Linked DNA regions of Sus scrofa: region 1 is linked to region 2. The links are chromatin contacts, called in public Hi-C maps. All regions are on one chromosome and are shown on one strand. The core of a region is the stretch at or near the end of the contact, and the rest is flanking DNA. Distances in the headings are between cores, read along the strand shown. Region 1 holds the start of ENTPD6 (ectonucleoside triphosphate diphosphohydrolase 6). Region 2 holds the start of APMAP (adipocyte plasma membrane-associated protein).

What was found. Hi-C and Micro-C count contacts between places; a contact is called where the count stands out from the background.
Region 1: a contact with region 2 is called in a Hi-C map of embryonic fibroblasts, with 2.4 times the contacts expected there. The contact joins the promoter of ENTPD6 here to the promoter of APMAP in region 2. A contact is called at or near these places in 4 of 47 Hi-C or Micro-C datasets (alveolar macrophages, embryonic fibroblasts and heart right ventricle) and 2 of 2 datasets of contacts at active chromatin or transcription factors (alveolar macrophages and skeletal muscle).

The regions. Positions count from the first base shown.
Region 1 is chr17:30,906,906-30,913,797 of Sscrofa11.1, reverse strand. It overlaps ENTPD6 (ectonucleoside triphosphate diphosphohydrolase 6), which reads right to left and starts at 5,051. Exons shown (of 15, transcript XM_021077672.1): 1 at 4,869-5,051; 2 at 3,663-3,750.
Region 2 is chr17:30,792,711-30,799,809 of Sscrofa11.1, reverse strand. It overlaps APMAP (adipocyte plasma membrane-associated protein), which reads left to right and starts at 4,808. Exons shown (of 9, transcript XM_001927087.7): 1 at 4,808-4,966. The coding sequence starts at 4,875.

The DNA.
Region 1 (6,892 bases), core at 3,802-6,301, 110 kb before region 2:
TGAGGCACCAGCCAGGAACCTGGGAAGAGAAGCAAAGCACCTAGGCACCTGGTCCTTGGGGCTCTTCCCCCTCAGGGAACTCCACCCCCCACTGTCACTTGTGGAGGAGGGGTGGACACTCTGTGGGCAGAGGAGTCTGGGAGGAAATGTGGGCAATCTTCCCTCCAGGGGCCAGTCTCCCCTGTATGGGGGGCGGGGGGGGGCAGTGCTGCTCACAGCAAAGCCCCATTTCATGCTGGTGCTGGGGACACAATGAGACTGGAATTAGGGAGTGGGGCTGTCTTGGGGGAGAAGCAATGGAACACTGGCCCTTGAGGGGACCCAGTGCTACAGCCATACCTGAATGCCCGCGGGCCCAGGGGCACTGCCCGGACCTAGGGCTGCCCCTGTGCCCCTGCCAGGGAGGCCCTCCCTGGGGCCTGCCATCCAAGCTCAAGCAGGGGGGCCAAAGCACCCCTCCCTGAGCATCTGCCCACGTGGGCCGCAGAGAAGGCTCTCTGGGCACACACTGAAAGCAAGCTCCCTCCCCAGCTCTCCCTCTGCTCAGAATCATGCACACCCTGCCAGGGCTTGCATTTCACCTCTAGCTCTCCTGCCCTTGCTCACAGTACTCCAAGAACCTGGGCCTCCTTCTGTCCCCAGAATTCAGCCCCTCCCTGCCTCAGGCCCTTTGCACAGTCACCCATTCCCAGAATGCTTGTCTACTAACCTGGCCAAGCCTGTCCTTACCCCTAAGCCTCAGATAAAGGCTGTTGTCCCCATGTCCCCTGGACACCCCCTGTGTGCTAAGCTCCTGCCTCCTCTGACAGCACCTCCATCACCTGTTATGATGCCAGTGTTCATGGCATTTGTTCCTAAAGGTCTGTGTCCCCTCTTGGCCATGAGGCCCCAAGCAAGGGGACTTAGCCTGTCCTGTGCTGCTGCACCCAGTGTGGAGCTCAGAGGACAAGCCTGCACCCCATCTATCTTCCATACTGTTGCCAGGTGCAAAAAAGTCCCACTTCGGTCTAATCAGGAGAGGATGGCAGCAGGCTGGTGGGACAGGGAGCTCATTCCTCCATAGAAATACTAAAATAAATAAATAAATAAAATCAGGACTGGCTGAAATGTTTCATAGGAATTCTGGAAAACAAAGATGTTCAGCCCCTCCCTGTCCCATCCGCACAACAGACATTCGGAAGGCAGGCGCCCAGCTCCTGGTTCCCTCTCTCAAACAGGGAGCAGAGCAGAGCTGCTGGCAACATCCTAACCTGTCCTGGGGCTGCCTGAGGGGCAGGTCTCTGCTTTACCAGACCTGGAGCTCAGGTGCGGGAAGTTGTGAAAAACAGCTGTAGGCACTTCCTGTGAAAGCCACTGCGTGATTGCGGACACACTTACTGAGAAAGAGGCTGGGGGTGGGGGAGATGGAACAACGGCCCCTGAGGCCCAGGAAGGAGGAGCACAGATGAAGCTCCTTGGGTAACTAAGGCATTTAAAAACAGCGTGAATATGGAAGGATTGAAACCCAGGCATTCACACAGGTCTAGGGAAGATACTCAGAAAAAAAAAATCCCAAGAAGGTCTTGAGCCTTCACCCTGGACTGACCCCAAGGCTCAGACACTGCCTGATAATTCAAGAAGGTCTTTTGTGGCACAGAGCCAGTATTTAGACAAAGAGGTGGCTATTTTCTCATATGTCCAATTAAAAAAAAAATCACAAAGCATACAAAGAAAAAGGAAAGCATGGCCCAGTCAAATGAAGAAAAGGCAGTAGAAACTGTTCCTGAAGAAAGAGACATAGCCTGTACCAGATAAAGACTTTAAAACAATTGAAGGAACTAAAGGAAAACACAAGGAACTAAAATAAATTAGGAAAACAACATATGACAACAAAAAGATAAGAAACTGTAAAAAAGGGAGTTCCTGTCGTGGTACAGCGGAAATGAATCCGACTAGGAGCCATGAGGTTGCAGGGTTGGATCCCTGGCCTCGCTCAGTGGGTCAGGGACCTGGTGTTGCTGTGAGCTGTGGTGTAGGTCACAGACATGGCTCGGATCCGGCGTTGCCATGAGCTGTGGTGTAGGCCGGCAGCTGTAGCTCCGATTGGACCCTTAGCCTGGGAACCTCCACATGCCACGGGTACAGCCAACAACAACATAAAAAGGAAACCATAAAAAAGAACCAAACAGTAGTTTTGGGTGAAGGTAGAATAAGATCAAACAAGGTTATAGGTCACAACTCAACTCACAAAAATCAGTTGTTTCTGTAATGACAATGAACTTCAAAATGACTGAAGTGGTAATTTTATGTTATGTATATTTTATCACAGACACTCAAACTCTTTTAATTCCTCTAAGGCCAGACAGGTCAGACAAATGAGTCCTGTCAGCACAGAATTAAAGGCAGGTGGGGGGTGACGGAGAAGGTGGATTCTGCAGCAAAATCAAATGGTTCTAAAGTCATTAGTCACACTTCACTTTCTGAGGTTCTTCCTGCCTTAAATATTCTGGGTTTTTAAGCATCCTGTTCCTTTGGTCCTTCATCCACACCCCTGCAAAACCTGCCCAGGAAGCTCACTGCTGTTTGACCCTGGCAGCTGGAGGCTCCTCAGCACTCTCCACTCCTGCTCCCTGAATTACCATATGTGGCCTCCCTTCCCTGTGGTGAGACAGTGCCTCTCACAAGCAGGGACCAGCTCACGCATCCCAGATCTCGCATCCATAACACTGCTCAGCAGACCAGAGCGCAGCAGCTGCTCAGCCAACACTTGTTGGGGAAGGAGGCTGTCAGGACATAGCAATTCACTGGGAGTCGTGGACGATACTTGAGGACCCAAGTGATGGCCATCAACACAAGCAGCCCATTTGGGACAGGACTATCTGGGCAGGAGACAGCCCAGACCTAGTGTTCTACATGTCAAGTTTGCAATGACAGTAGGACGTCGATCAGAAATGGAACTGACCCTTGTGAGAGATAACAGGTTTGGGGCTGGAGCCTGAGGCAGCCATCTGCAGGCAGCCAGCTCTTACTCTGCAACAGGCCCTCTCAGAGGGCTCCTTTTGCCATGTGATCATTTAACATAGAAGGATTTCTAGCAGCTATTTCCAAGGATGATTAGTGAGGACAAAAAGGCAATACTAACATCTTACAACTCTGAAAGTGTTTTATAAGATCTTTTTACTTAGTCAAATTTTACCACACCCTATGTTACTCTAAGAATTACAATTTCAAGGCAAAGGCTGTTCTTTTTTTTTTTTTTTTTTTTTTTGTTGTTGTTGTTGCTATTTCTTGGGCCGCTCCGGCGGCATATGGAGGTTCCCAGGCTAGGGGTCGAATCGGAGCTGTAGCCACCGGCCTATGCCAGAGCCACAGCAACTCGGGATCCGAGCCGAGTCTGCAACCTACACCACAGCTCACGGCAACGCCGGATCGTTAACCCACTGAGCAAGGGCAGGGACCGAACCCGCAACCTCATGGTTCCTAGTCGGATTCGTTAACCACTGCGCCACGACGGGAACTCCAAAGGCTGTTCTTAATTAAATTTGTCTACCCATTTAAAAAATGCCCCTTTAAATATGCGATATCTTGTTATCAGAGGCACACAGGGCCAGCACTTAATTACAACACAAGGTGACTTGCCTCCCCGCAGCACCAAAGCCCCAAGTGTCTGGATGGGCACTTGCCTGGGGTCACACAGCTGGCACGCTGAAAGGCACAGAGGAGTTTCTGCCTCTGTCTCCAAGTCAAGTGAGCTTCATCACTTCACTTTCCCTGTGAACGTAAGACTGCTTCAGACAACCAACACACACATGAAGTTATGTATACATAATTATTAAAACAGAGGCCAAACATAACACTGAAGAGGCATAGAGCCAGGAACAGTCTGGCCCACATGTCCTTGAGGCTGGAACCTAAAACCAATTTCATTCCGGGGTAGGGGTGGGGAAGGTGCTTGTTCAGAGCTAAAACACCTGCAAGAGGGGCAAATCACATTTCTGTGACACCACTAACACTAGAGTGGCTCTCCTCGGAAGATCACTAATGAAAACAACTCAATTTAGTCTGGTTTTGTTCTTTAAAGAATTGTCTAGAACAAGGCTATAAGGAAGGTGGGGAAGGAGGAGTAGGCTGCGAGGTGGGGCAGGATGTATGTGCACAAAGGCAAACAGAGGCTTGGCTGAGCCAACCTTGCTTCCAGCTGGCCCACCGGGCGGGGCGGGGGTGGGGGGTGGGGGCTCCCCTGGTACTGGGAGGCAGGGGTTGGAGGGGAAATCCCGGGTGTGGAGCGGTGGGAGTGATGTCTGATTGTGCCTGCTCCATCCCACCGGTAGCTTTCTAGGAGCAGCAGATGGCAGGTCAGCTTGTGAAATTCAAGTTCTATGTAATTTAGATCCGTAGGCCAGTTTCTTCAAGGTTAAAGTACACAAAAGGACCCTGCGTGCAAATGACTGCCATACATGCTGAAAACCCACCCGAAATTAAAGCACGGGAACAAACACCGCTTATTTCCCTGTAAGCTGAAACGGGCTTTTCTCCTGCCTGTCCTGACCCGACAGATTCTCCTGGACACCGAGCTAGAGGGGCTGAGATGCAGAATGAATGAAGGCTTCGGGCTCCCTGGTGCTGGAGGAGCTCAGCAGTGCCAGAACACGGATCCCGCCCCCCACAGAACAGCGGAGTTCAGGGTGCCAGTGATCCTGAGGCCGCCTCCCGGCGCTGCCGCTCGAGACTGGGGAGGTGCCAGGCGCTGGGTCTATGCCTAGAGGCTCCCCCCCGCCCCGCGCCCCGTCCCTTCCCTTCCTCAGGGAGCAGCGAACCGTGCCCCGGAGGCCACAACCATAGCTATCCCGGGGCCGACGAACCCGCAGGCGCCCCGGCTCTTTGCTTACCCTGCAGGTCTCTGTGCCCCATCCGCTGAGCAAAGCGCCGGCCCCCGGGGAGCGCACGGGCAGCTAAGGACGCCTTTCCGCACTCCCCCCCGCCGGCGTCCGCGAGGCCTCCACCCCCCGGCTACCGGCAGCAGACCTGGAGCCGGGTCCCGCCCACGTGCACCGCGCGTCAGCCCAGTGCGCAGGCGCAGCGTGTAGGCGGGGCGGCCCAGTGCGCAGGCGCTGTGCCCTTCCCGGTCGTGAAGGCTCGTGCTCTCCCCCCACCCCATGGGCCCGCGCCCGAAGCCTAGTCGGTGTTCCCTCGGAAGTGGGGGTCTTAGCTGTGGCCCCAGCTCCTGGCCCCGCTTGTAGGCCTTTGTAGTTCCTGGCAGTCACCCCTATAGCCTTGACCATGACTAGCTGTGGAAGTTTTCGTTTTCCTCAGGTCCCCCCCACCGCCAAAGTCCTTTTTCCCCTTGAGCTAATACAGAACAGAAAATACAAGAAGACAGGCAATGCCACCAAACCTCTCCTATTCCTGACTCACTTTCTTGTCTCTTCCTAGAAGCTGCCAAGGACTCCAGCTTCTGGCCGGGTCAGTGGTCCAAGCAGCCCCTCTCACTCAGCGCTGCCCCTGCATCCCCTGCACTCCTGTCTCATGAGTGCATCCTGATCCCAAGTTTCCTTTGCTGCTGTTGTGCACATGTGACTGAGTCTGGCCAATGCAGTATGGCTGCGCGCATGTGTCAGGTCTGGGCAAGGCTGTGTGGTTGTGTGCAGGTTTTGGTGTTTGTGCCTACTTGAAGGCGTCTGGGCATTTCTGTGCTGGCCTCCCCTTCGACGCCTGGCTGGTGGTCCTGAGTTTGTTGTTGACACATCGACACTTGAGAGTGAGTTGGTGCTGACAGGTGGGATAGAGGGACAACGTACTAGGCCAGGACTGGGCAGGCAGGCTTGTCATCCCTGCCAGCACCTGGGGGGGACAGTGGCCTCATTTACCTGGTTGTATGGCAGAACCATACCGGACCCTGTTTGGTCAGCTCCACCTCTGCCACAGTGCTGCCCTTTCCCTGTCAGGGTGCCTGAATTTTAGCTCACTCACAAGGAATGCACCCGGCCAGATAAGCTCCCGGTCACTCTTTACCCAGGCCTTCATCTGATGTGAAAGCTGGAACAAGTGCTTGCAGATCATGAGACACTCCCCCACCTCCCACAGCCCCCCCCCCAAAGAAACCTCTAGTTCCTTTCCATGGAATGTACTTCTCCCCACTAGTCAGATTCTATTTTTACTTTGATGCATTTAGGTCTCCCTGCAGGCCTTGGGCAGCAAGGAAAGCAGCTGCGAATGCCTGTGGATGGCCCCTCTGCCCATCCTGCCTGTATCTATAATGCAATCCTGCATTTTTTAAAATAAAATTCAGCATTGCACTATAAAGTTGTCTGCTTCATCTTTCTTTCTTTTTTTTTTTTTTGTCTTCTTTGTCTTTTTTGTTGTTGTTGTTGTTGTTGTTGTTGTTGCTATTTCTTGGGCGGCTCCCGCGGCATGTGGAGGTTCCCAGGCTAGGGGTCCAATCGGAGCTGTAGCCACCGGCCTACGCCAGAGCCACAGCAACGCAGGATCCGAGCCACGTCTGCAACCTACACCACAGCTCACGGCAACGCCGGATTGTTAACCCACTGAGCAAGGGCAGGGACCGAACCCGTAACCTCATGGTTCCTAGTTGGATTCGTTAACCACTGAGCCACGACGGGAACTCCTGTCTGCTTCATCTTTCAGTCTCAAGGTTTCTTCTCAGTTCAGAGGCAATATTCAGTGTCTCCACCACCCATTGCAGGCCAAAGCTGGAAATTTGGTTGGTTGTTTAGACAGTAGTTAGCCCACATTCTCCCTTGTTGCACAAGTTTGCTGTCACAAATAATGCTACAGACCCCAAGGGCTATCTGTGTGTACATGGGAAGGTATATCTGTGGGGAAAATATTTAGAAGAGGGACTGCTATGATAAAGGATATTCCCCCCCCCTCATTTTTTTCTTTTTATAGCGGC
Region 2 (7,099 bases), core at 3,559-6,058:
ACAGTGTCCGTCCCATCCTGAGCCCTGGGGGCACGGGGTTGGGGGTGGGGGGAGGATTCCAAAGGCATAGAAAAGTGCTCACAGGGGAAAGGCGGGGGTTTGCTCTTCCGTATGTATGCCTGGGGAGCAGAGCAGGGCTGCCCATTACTAGAACAGTCTGGCCTGGGATAGGGTTACAGACAGATGCCTATGAAGTCAGCTTCCCAACCCCCGAATCTCTGTCCCTGAGGGGCTTGTGACCATGACTCCCAGCATCATAGTCCCTGGCCATGTGATGTATCAGGCAACCAAGAGAGTACAGGATGGGGTGATAAGCTGAGAGCAGGGCCTGCCTAGCACACAGGGGGATGTGTAGGCGCTGGAGACGCCCCGCTTGCCCCCCTCCACTTCCTGCTTCGGCCCTTTTGTGGAGACTGAAATGTCCTGACAAAGACTGACTGGGAGCCGCCACCGAAAAGCAGAGCAGAGCTGAGACATCTGGTGCTGTGGGAGTCACCCAGGGACCTGGCAGGACTTAGACTGTCCTGACGTGGCCACACTTTTATCTAAAGGGGAATCCCAAGGTGATCCAGGCACATGCCAGTCCTGGCACACCCATAGCAGCCGAGCTCATGAAGGAAAGGGAGTGTGAGCGCGCTCACACACTCTCTCTCGGCCTCCAGCCCCCACCACACCCCCCAGTGGACAGCACTGCGCTGAGTGGTGGGGAGGGGGGAGAGGAGGACCTGGACTCCTCAGCCATCACATCCTCCATCCTTGTGGCGCCTCCTGAGCTGACACTTTCTAAAATTTCTATTAATTTTTTTGGCCACACCTGTGGCATATGGAAGTTCCCATGGTGATGTACACCATGGCTGCAGCAACACCATGTCACAGCGGGGACTCCCTGAGCTGATACTTGCCCCCACTTGGCAGAGGAGGTGAGAAGGTGGCACAGCTGGATTTGGATGGAGCTTGTCTGACTCCACCCTTGACTCTCATGCTCAGACCCCTCCTGGGAGAGCCTGGGGGGACATCAACAGCACTTAAGCTTTAGAACATTTGAGGCAACTTCTTGTGAGCCGCTGAATGGGTGTCCTGATGGGAAAGCTGAAGCTAAATGCACGTCAGGAGGAAGCCTCCCCAAGAGACAGTGGTTTTGGGGGAGGGTGGAGAGTGGTGACTTCCATCTGAGTTACAGAGGCTTTACCTTTATCATTGCTTGGAAATTTTGCTGCTGTTTGAAAACAAGCAAACATATCCTTTCATATCCAGCAGCCTTTGGTTTTCACAGTATTATTTTTCATTGACTTGTTTTTATTTCTTCTGCTTGGGCTCTGCAAGGCTTCGTGGGTCTGTGGCTCGATGTCCACTTGAACCAGTTTTGGATATATCTCAACCATTCATTCTATCTTTAAATACAGCTTTTGTTATTCTCTTTTCTGAGGACAGGAATGTCCCTTATGTTGGAACTTCTCACATCCACCCTCTCTTCCTGCCTTGGTCACTGCCCTGAAAGCCAAACCTGAGGGATGGGGGGTGTGAGTCAGGGAAGGAGGGAAATTAAGCCATGGGCAGCCGCTGCCCAGCTCACAGGACTCATGAGGAATCCTACAAAGAACCAGCTGACCTCTCAGCTTCCTCCTCCAGACCTGCAGATGCACTTGGGAAAGTGGCTCCTGACCCTGGGTACATCTTCCTGGATCCCCATCACCATGCTGGGCTTGGCATTGTTCTCATGCAGGGGTTTTAGGTACTTGGTTCATCACTGCCCCCTGTGAGGGGGTCTGTTACTTAACCTGCCATCACGTGAAGTCAGGCCTGATGCTCCTTAAATAGGAAAGAGTGAATCCCAGCATTTGCCTCAGTCATTTCCCACAGGCCACTGAGGACCTTTACATATTACTTTGTACCCTTTTGTTCCCTCACAAATAACAGAAGTATCCCCCCATCTCACTCCTTGTAGTGACTGCACCCATGCAAACCACTGAATTTAGGCATTTATACAACCACCATTAATGGACATCTAAGGTGAGTCCAATTTGTCTACATTGGAAGGAGAATGGAATGGACTTCACAGATCAGAAGGAATGCTGAGTGCTACAATTGTCTGTGTTCAAATTCACATGCTGAAATTCTTCCCCCTAAAGTGATGGTGTCAGCAGGTGACACCTTTGGGAGGTTAGAGTCTGTGAATCTAGACTATCAGCAATTTCTGGGTTTTGCAGTTGGCCAGGCCCTGGTGTCATTTTGGGGATCACTGATTCAGCCCAACACTAATGCTTTTCCTTCTAGTTCAATTTAAGAAAGTGATCTGGATAAAACTAGGCAACAGATTTTTAAAAAATATTTTTAGGGGATGAAATATTACATAGAAAGGTAAACAAAACATAAACATACAGCTTAACAAACAGACATAAAACAAACACCCAGGTAACTCGTCAAGGTCATGATAGGAAATCGCCTGCATGTTGGAAGCCAGGACAGCCCATTCCTCATCATAATCTGTATTCCCACTGGCAAACCATAGCTCCTCTGGGTCCCAAGCCCTCAGGGTCCTGCTTGAGTCCCCACAGTCCAGAGTTGCCCCAGACATTTCCTGCAGGCAGGCAGTCTTAAGTTCCTAGGCAAAGTGGTGTGGTAGCGGGTAAGCCTCTTGGCCTCTAACCTTAGGGACATTGGACTCAGACTGCTGTCCTCCTACCCAAACTGGAATGTCTTCACAAAAATTTTTTTTTGGCCATGCCACAGCAGTGACAACGCCAGATCCCTAACCTGCTGAACCATCAGGAAACTTCTGTGTTTCTCATTTCCTCTCTAAGCAGTGATGCTCAGCTTTGGCTTTTTTAAGTGTCCGGGAGCTTTTAAAACTTCCCAAGCCCAAGCCACACCCCAGACCAATTACACTGGAATTTCTGGAAGGGGACACAGGTATCAGTAGATTTCAAAGCTTCCCAGATGATTCTAATGTGCAGCCGAGTTGAGAACCACTGTCTCAGTGTAAGCACTCTGGGGCAACACAAAGCACAGCACCTACCTGGGGCATTTATTTTCACTTTCATGTAGCACCTTTGAGTCCAGCTGCTGACACTGAAGGCCTCAGCACTTTGATGACGGCCTCTAATCACTAGGATGGTCCTCCTGGGACAGGTGACTTAAGAGCAAGCAACTGGGAAAGCAGCACAGCCGGAAGCAGGCCTCAGCCTGACTCAGGGAAGGGAGTGGATTCTGGGCACTTGGTACCATGCTTGGAGACATCACTGACCATCAAGACTAGGTGGGAAGCTACTGGCATCTAAGGGGTGGAGGCCAGGGATGCTGCTGAACATCCTGCAACACACAGGACAGCTCTTCCCTGCACCACTTTCCCCCAAGGACTCGTCTGTCCCAAACTGTCAGCAGTGCTGAAGATTAAGATACCCAGTCATATCAATCTTGGTGGTCCCATCCCCCTGCCAGTAACTGGATGGCAGCTAGGTTGGAGACAGGGTTGGGGCACTGGAAGGAAACAAAGCACAGCTAGCAAAGTGGGCCTGACCATGACACACACAGTTTTAGTAGACTAAACTGGGCTGGGCAACACAAATGTGGCAGAGCATGTCCTCTGAGACAGGACCACTGCTCTCAAGGGACTCTCCCGGTGACCGATCCTGACCCATCCCTGCCTAGGCAGTCTACAGCTAACTCCAGTCCCAGATCTCAGGAGGGCCCTTCCACGAGCCTTTTGAGGAGACTCACACGAGCCCTGGCGCATTCCTTTGCTGCAGCAAGTTCAATAAACCTCACTTATTATTTTCGTGTACAGGTATGTTCCTGGCTACAACAGGCTGAGTTCCATAATTGGCGCATGTGGAAAGTACCTTAGAAACAAGGAAGATATCCTGCCTATGACATCAGGGGAAGGATTTTCAGCAAATAAAGTGGATTCTGAGAGATAAAAAGTTTTGGCCAAGCAGAGCTGTTACAGAAAGCATTGCCACAAAGAGTAAGGTGGACAAAGCCAGGGAGGCATAGAATTATCAATAGCAAGCAATCCTGAGTGTCTGAATCCCGAGTTCAGGGCAGGAAGGGGCCAGATCCCGAAGAGTAGTGGCTGCTTTTCACAGGGACGCCTCATTCCCCCAGCCGGGGCAGGCAGTGAGGTGGGAGTCCAATGCTCTCCAGCATCCAGAAAGGCCGTGGCATGCTCGCCTGGGACGCCTTCCAGCGCAGCACAGAAGTCGACTCTCAGGGCTTCACTTGCAGCACCTTCTTTGGAGACGGTGTACAGTAATATGACCCGGTTTCCCTGCCGAGAAAGCCTCCTCCCGTGTCTTCCCGAACCCACCCACCTTCAGCTCTGTCACTGCTGGACGCCCTCACAAGCCCGATGGCCTCTTCGGCCAAGGGCTCATCAAACCCCACAGCTGTCCACGACGACCTGGATCTTCTCGGAGGAGCTCGGGGGCCCGTCGGGTGCACGGCCCTGGGCTCTGTCCACTTATCCGGAGACAGCTCCGTCCACACGCGTACAAACTGTCGAACGTAGGCTTGACAGTCACAAAGGCGAACATGGGCGGCGGCCCTTTTCCCGTAACCCCATCGGTTCGAAACAGCCCCCTAGTGGGGCCACGTCCCTTCTGCCGGCGTGGGCACCGCGCCGCGGTCGGACAGGACGTGAAGGGCCGGGGGGTCGAGAACACGGCTGCCCTGGCCCCAAAGGCCGCTGGCTGCAAAGTGTGCGGGAGCAAACTTGCCGGGAAGTGCCTCGCAGCCGCGCCCGCCCTGGCGGCCGGAAGGGGCTGGACTCTCGTCACTTCCGCGCTCTCCTGGGGAGGTGGGGCCTTCTGCGTCACTTCCGTGCGCCGGGTAGGAGGCGGGCGGCGCGGCCCTCGGGTAGCAGTCCCACTGGTACCATGAGCGAGGCGGATGGGCTGCGGCAGCGCCGGCCCCTGCGGCCGCAGGTGGTCACGGATGACGGCCGGGCCCCAGAGGCCAAGGACGGCAGGTAGGCTGGGCTCGGAGCGGGGCCTGACTCCGAGGCAGCGACCGTGGCGAACGCCTCGCTTAATCCCTGGCTGCCTCTCTTCAAGGGAGGAAGCGGGTTCCTGCCGCGCGTGCACCTGCGGCCTTTCGGCCGGTCGCCGCGTCACTGCCCAGCCCCCGGGCCCCCTTGCCCCCGGCCCGGTTGCACTTTCCCTCAGGGACGCCCGCGGAGCCGCCCGGGGCCGCGGAGAACGGCTTCCGCACCTGCCTTTCTCGCCGCGTCTTCAGAAAGAGCCGCGAGCAGAGGGGACGTGTGGACAGTTTCTGTGAGAGTCCAGCCTTGCACGTTTTCCCAGTAGGGTCGGAGATGCCGAGGGCGCTGTAGTATCGGTGCCTAATACAAGAAATCCCTGGCCTTTGGCCTCCTCTTCTTCTCCCAGCCTTCCGGAGTTTAAATGTGCTTTGCTTTGTTAGTTAAAAACTGAAGCCTAAGCCTTGGAAAGTATTAAAATTCTCTTTTTAGCTTCGTGCCCTGAGTGTGGTAACTTTGAATTTTTTTTTTTTTTTTTTTTTTTTTTAAGGGGCAAGAGGGCCCACATAGACCGAATTTAAAGGGTGGAACTGATTGACTTACATGTTATTAGAACTATTGGCAGTATTTTCTGAGGTGCCACTGGGGGTGGTGTATACTGAATGCAGGACAGTTTTTGCCAAGGAAGACTGAATTTATTCACTGACGATAATAAGATGAACACGTTTGAAGGAGCACCATAGCAGAGAGGAGTGTTGGCTCTAGAAATGCCATTGACAGGATTTTTCAGTAATATGAGTCCTGGGGCCAGAGGAAGGGTTGGAAATAGGCTCCACGTACAGTCCTTACTGTAGGAGGACCAGCCATCCCAGTTTGCCTTGGACTCAGAGGTTTTAAGGATGTAGAACTTTCAGTGCCAACCCCGGGCAAACCAGGACAAATTGGTCACTCTTTTGACTGTGGGTGTTGTGAAATCATCTGCTGATAACTGAGGAGCCTTTAAAACAAACATGCATGGACTGGCAGTGCTGTGCTCCAGAGACTTCAAACAGGACATTGCCATACTCTAGTACCCAGGAGTCGGGAACAGCTGGCCCAAGCCTGTCTGTTGGGACCTGCAGGGCAGAGAGCACCGGAGGAGACCTGTTTTGGGGTGTGTGTGTGTGGGGTGCTCCAGGCCTCAGGGCAAGGAGCAGAGTTAATTCACTTGTTTTTCACTTTCTCTGTGGGGATTTCTTCCTCAATGGCAGGGTTAGTCCTAAGTTCTCACCTGCTGCTGGTCTTTCCCTGGGGGCCTTCTGCACTATTTATTTAAGACATTTTCTTGGCTTTCCTGTGTTTTGTTTTTTCTCTTCTTTGATCCTAGTCTGTGTCTTTGTAACAGTCTCTCTCAAAGAGAGATCTTGTTATCCAGCTTCCTTCTTAGATTTATATTGTAATTCTTTGGTTTTTTCCCCCTTATTTTTATCATTCAGTGATTCAATTTTAATTTCCTTTGTGGAGGTTTCTAGGAGTTCATCTGTTTGTCATCTTAATTACCTTGAAAGTTGAGGGTTCACCCTGACAGGAGGGCTTTGTGTATGGTGGGAAAGTAGAAGAATCTGGAGGAAGTAGAAACAGGATAACTATAGAGTAAACTTGACCCGCTAAACAGAATGAAGCAAGCCTGGAAGGGTGTTAACAGAAGCAGGGCAGTAGTTTTAGTGGAAGGGACACCTAGCGATACCTTGCTCAGTCTCCTGACTCTTGGCATGAAAGGTGGTCTTAGCTCTGTTTTACTGGTGAGGTTGTGACACGATTTCTGTAAAGTTACAGAAGAATCAAGTCACAAGAGACATGAAAAAATGAAAGAAGGACAGAATTGGCAGCTGGACAATGGGAAGCCTATTTTTAAAACTGTGCTTTGGAAATAAGATTTTATGCCAGAGCTCTTGAGTTTCTGTAGCTGAGCTGTAAGCTTTCATTCATTGTGGCTTGTAGATGCGCTGAGTGTTCTTACCTCAGTGCAGGCTTGTCATGAGTTATCTGGCATCAGTTTCCCCACATGGTTTAGAAACTTTATTGACAGAGTGATTGTAACCCTTTTGTTTTGGAAGAGAGAACAGCTGTTTAATATCCATATGT